Regions from separate parts of the Hordeum vulgare genome. Here region 1 is linked to region 2. Evidence: chromatin contacts called from public Hi-C data. All regions are on one chromosome and are shown on one strand. The core of a region is the stretch at or near the end of the contact, and the rest is flanking DNA. Distances in the headings are between cores, read along the strand shown.

Evidence for each region. Hi-C and Micro-C count contacts between places; a contact is called where the count stands out from the background.
Region 1: a contact with region 2 is called in a Hi-C map of leaf, with 2.5 times the contacts expected there. The contact joins the promoter of LOC123453110 here to the enhancer-like site in region 2. A contact is called at or near these places in 2 of 6 Hi-C or Micro-C datasets (leaf and seedling) and 1 of 1 datasets of contacts at active chromatin or transcription factors (embryo).

What each region holds. Positions count from the first base shown.
Region 1 is chr5H:566,138,347-566,141,046 of MorexV3_pseudomolecules_assembly, reverse strand. It overlaps LOC123453110 (serine/threonine-protein kinase BSK5-like), which reads right to left and starts at 1,355. Exons shown (of 10, transcript XM_045129875.1): 1 at 965-1,355; 2 at 410-636; 3 at 125-260. The coding sequence starts at 1,031.
Region 2 is chr5H:566,057,729-566,060,461 of MorexV3_pseudomolecules_assembly, reverse strand. No RefSeq gene overlaps it. Among protein-coding and RNA genes, the nearest start is that of LOC123453109, 72 kb to the right of the region's middle. Within about 2 kb of position 1,296, at least 2 of the 3 cell types and tissues checked have open chromatin away from gene starts, as enhancers often do. A contact at or near this core is called in leaf, where this site is marked.

The DNA.
Region 1 (2,700 bases), core at 106-2,605, 81 kb before region 2:
AAGTGTGAAAAACATAAATTACCTACACTGGTAAATCACGTCCAGAAACAACACTAGCATGGACCACATTTGTGATTGCATACAACACAGTTGGAACAAGGAAAGGAGCGAGTAACAGACATACAGTGGAAGAGATGCTTTGCCAAGGTATCATGCGGCATGAACTCGGCGACGAGCAGCCGCTCGCCGCCCTCGCAGCAGCAACCGATGAGGTTGGACAGGCGACCGCTCCGCAGCAGCCCAACGGCCCTGGCCTCCTCCTGCGCACACGAGAACAGAAGCCAAATTCAGTTCAGACTCTGCAGCAGAGGCTAGCCGAACGCTGCTGCGTACGAGACGACGATCCACCCCGTGAAGCAAAGCGAAGCAAAGCAAAGCAAAGCAAAGCAAAGGAAGGAGGAGCACGAACCACGAACTGGCGCGCGTCGGGCCAGGCGGAGCGGCCGAAGCGCTTGATGGCGACGGTGGCGCCGGAGCTGAAGAGGGTGCCGCGGTAGACGACGTTGGGCGCCTTCTCGCCGTGCTCGGAGACGATGCGGTCCGTGGCGAAGCCGTCGGTGGCGGCGCGGAGCTCGTCGAGGCTGTACTCCGCGAAGACGGGGACGCCGCTGCCGTCCTCCCCGGCGGCGCCGTTCTCTGCAGGGGGCACGAAGACAAACAGGTGAGCGCGTGCGCGCGCGCGTCGGGATCAGCAAGCGGATCGAGCCCCCCACCCACCGAACAGGAGCAAGCAAGGCCAGCCAGCGAGAAATTGGCCCGAGAAAAAAAAAACGCGAGGAGGCCAGGACCCCCAAATGCGGGGCCGACGCCGCCAACCGCGGCCGGAAAACACGAAACGCATCGGCGAGCACGAGGGGAGGAGAAGGGCGGCCCGAATCCGAGGGCGGGCGAGCGGCCAATGCGGGCGGGCGGGGGGGGGGGGGGGGGGGGGGAGAGGTTGGTGGGCGGGTGGGGGTTTGCTTACCGAGGCGGGGCGATTTGAAGTGCGGCGGCCACCAGCAGGCGGAGAGCTTGGAGCAGCGAGCCCCCATGGACGCCGGCCTGCCTGCGCGCGCCTCCTCCTCCGGCTAGATCTCCCTCCCTTACTCCCCCGCTGCGGCTGCTTCCTCCCCACTACCACCACCTCCTCCGCTCCGCTCGCCTCGCTCTCGCCTCGCTGCTACTTACTGGTAGGACTCGAATAGACCAAGACTATAATACTCGATGGGAGAGGAAGAGAGAGAGGGAGGGGGGAGGGGAAGGGAGTGGCGTGTGTGGGGTGTGGGGTGGGTTGTGGATCCAAGGAAGGTGGTGGGCTTTCCGCTCTCTCCCTGCTTTTCGCTCTCCTGTTGGCTTGGCTGTGTTGTTCCTTCGCCGCCCCCTCCTCTCCCCCTCTCTCTTTTATATTGCCCTGGTTCCTCCCCCCCATCCCCACTCTTCCGCCCCATGGATGAGATGATGGATAGCCCTATGGATCTTGATTCTGGTCTAGTTTAAAATCCACCGTGCATGCCTCGCTCTACAGATTTGAATTCAAAAGTGGACCTGATTTGGTAAAATGCCGTGTACATTTTGTATGTACATGATGTGTGTTTTGTGTGTGGAATTTGGAAACGGGCAGGCATATGGTCTTTTAGGGTTTATATATAATTTGTGTGGGTATTCTTATGCGTCGTCTCGTTGGAGCAACCGTGTATGGCCAAGGGACCCTTTAAATCTTATTTTTGCATGGAGTATGATTTTGCACTTGGTGTGTAATTGGAAGGCACGTGTGTGTTATTGATGCTACTGGTTGCTATTTAATTGTCCGTTAGATGTGTTACTACATGTTGCTATTTAATTGTCCGTTACGGAGTAGCTGTCTTTACGAGCTTTTACACGAGTGGGTGGTTGTCATTTGCGAGTGTATATTACATAATCGAGCGAGCACGTCCAAAATTTGATCCGTCGAATCAATTGGATCTTTTCCAAGTTATTTATTGTGCTCATTGTTAATATCTTCATTAGTATCGCGTCACCCATGCATGGACGCATCATTGTTCTATTAAACACGTGGTTGGGTTATTTCTCTTGGAAACAAAAGTAGCTGAGTGTTACGTTGCATTACCCAATCAAGTGAATATCATTAATTCATTATACTTAGGATGGCTAAGAGCTCATGAATTTCACGTTGCACATGTGGGTTAGTCGATCAATTGTTACGGGTACATCCAAGCGGCGTAAGTTTGTTCCTCGTATTGTAGGATGGCACAGATTATCTTCTTCGAGTCATGTGACCAAAGCGGCAACGAAACCATGAACGCATAACCATTGAGGAAGAGATGCACAAGTGGGTGGACACTATCAACGAGTTGAATAAAGCTTTGAAGGTTTGTGAAAGTGCGTTATATCGACTAGAGGGGGTGAATAGGCGATTTTTATGAATTAATCGCTGAGGAATTTCCCTGTGAGGAAAGGATCTTTTCCAAGTTATTTATTGTGCTCGTTGTTAATATCTTCATTAGTATCGCGTCACCCATGCATGGACGCATCGTTGTTCTATTAAACACGTGGTTGGGTTATTTCTCTTGGAAACAAAAGTAGCTGAGTGTTACGTTGCATTACCCAATCAAGTGAATATCATTAATTCATTATACTTAGGATGGCTAAGAGCTCATGAATTTCACGTTGCACATGTGGGTTAGTCGATCAATTGTTACGGGTACATCCAAGCGGCGTAAG
Region 2 (2,733 bases), core at 47-2,546:
CATCAAAGAACCCAAAACTAAAAAATAGTGTGAATTTGCAAGGGTGCAAGAGGCAGCCCGAAAAGACATTGGAAGAGCATTCGGTGTTTTGCAATCTAGGTTTGTCATTGTCCGTGGTCCTGCTCGGTTTTGAGATAGGAAAACCTTGAAATATATCATGACATGTTGTGTTATCCTTCACAATATGATTCTTGAAAATGAGAGAGGAATGAATTTGAAATTCTTCTATAACAATGTGGGTAGCCGTGTCAAACCAGCTAGAGACCCTAACCGCATTAGAGCTTTTCTTCACACATACAAGAAGGTTAAAAATGCAAACACAAACTTTCAACTTCGGGAGGATCTCGTTGAGCACCATTGGCAAAGAGCTGGACAGTAACTCATCTTTGTATTCATTTATATTCGTATTCATCACAGGATTTGTATTGCATTATTTAAGATTTGAATAATTATTTGTAATGTGGATGATTGTTGTATTGTGTTGAATTTAAATAATTATTTAGTTTGCTTCCGTTTGTTGTATTATGATGGATTTGATATCTTGCGGGCCGATGAGATGCGGAAAGCAGCGGTGCAAGAACAAACATCGCAAAACCGATCCATATAAAAGCATATTTGACGAATATACTTTTATACGGGTCCGTTTTGGGGGTCTACATCTGCAACCGTCTTTCCCGGTCCGTAAAAGCTGTTTTCCGCAAACTGCAAAAGCGTTTTGCGGACCAGCAGGATGCTGGGTCTGATAGAGTTGCTCTTACCCGTGCGTGATGTCCCAGCTGTGTGCGTGCCTGCCCTGATACGTGTAGGCTTGTTGTGTACTACGCTCGATTGGCCGGAAGCAGTCCGCCGTAATAGCTTATACTTATGTCTCACCTAAAAATACGCGACGATCACAGCGTTGAGGTCAGGCCGGTGCCAACACTTCTTTATTTACTATTCGACACAAAAATAGACCATGTTACCATTGTGTTTGCATGTAAATAATCTCCTCACATACTACATTAGGGGTAAAATAGTCTTTTTAGGCCAGACTTAACACCATTACTAGCCAAAACTAACGGGAGTTAAATGTCAAAAAAGGGAGAACACAAAATTTTGGGCCAAAAGGAAACCAACCTTTAAGAAATGATCAAATAAGAAATTCTCTCGACTTTTTTTAGGGGAGAGCTGCTACGGCCGTGTATGTAGGAACAAGAGGCCTCCTATTCTGTTCTGCATCAATTATATCCTCGATGCACAAGAGCGAGGATGACTGGGCTGACCCATTAGAGGGTGTCATGAGCAGGCTTCTATACCGCTAAAATCGCAAAAAGTAATGCGCTCGGCTGGATTCAAACTCAGGAACTCATGTACTCATGTACATGGGCGAGTGTTGCTAGACAAGGGAGCGAATGTTGGTTCCTGTCTAGAGCATGTGCCAGCGCGAATCATTTTAAATTTCAAACTTTTACAAAACGGGATTACTCTGTGAAGCTCAACCACTTCTCGAATCCGTGAATTCATTTTAGGAAACTCACATTTTCTGAAAACAGTGAACTGTTTTGAAACCAATGAACAAGGTTGAAATTCTAAGAAAAAAATTGAAAGCACAAACAATGTTTTAAAAGACAAAAAAAGTAAACAGGAACGTTTTTTGAAAATCAAAAGCAAAATTTTAAATGTGAACAATTTTTTTGGATTTTTATTTTTTCGAAAACATGAATATTTTGTTTATTTAAGAATAAAATTTATAGGAATTGCATTGAAAATTTCGAAGATAATTTGAATTTGTGATAATTTTAAAAAACGTGAACAATTATTACAAACATGAACAATTTTTAAATCATCCAAACAAATTTGAAGATACGAACAACTTTGGGAAACATGAACATTTTCTGAAATTTGCGAACAGATTTAAAAAACCCAAACAATTTTTGTTGATGTTTAATCGATATCATAATTATTTTGCAAAAAATAATGTTTAACAAAACATGTACACTGTTCAAAATTTTGTGAGAAAATTTTGAATAACCTCAAATATTTCGAAAAATAAGAGAATATTTTAGAATATAAAAATATTTTTATATCTGGAACATTTTTCTTAAACTATTAACAAATTGAAAATATGTGAACAAGTTTTGGAAAGAGGCACATGTTTTTCAAATATCTCCGGATAAAATTGAACACACAAAACAAATTTTAAATATGAGAACAAGTTTTGAAAACTAGAACATTTTTTGCAAATGTGAACATTTTTTAACCTACAGAATGTTTTGAAAACATAAATAATTTTTTGAAATGCGAACATTTTTTGTAAAAAGTAATAATTCAAAAACACAATTTGTTTTCTCCTTCATAAAGGGAAGCATGAACATTTTGAAAAATTGTGAACACGTTTTTACAGCAGATTTTTTTTCTAAAATTCCAAACAAATTTTCAAAAAGTTGTGAACACTTTAAAGTAAAACATACCAAACAATATGTGAAAAAAATGGATTTTGAAATTTGTGAACTTTTTTGAACTGATGAAAAATAAACATTTTGTGAAAGATTGTTGAAACATGAACTATTTTCAAAATTTGTGAACAATTAATTATAATAGATTTTTTAAATTTTGATTTATTTTGAAAAGTATAACCATTTTTTGAAAATACTAGACAGTAAAAGAGTAAAGCACAATGATTCATAGAAAAAATTGAAAATAAAAGGAAGAAAGATAATTTAAATTAAAATGAAAGGTAAGAAAAGAAAAAAC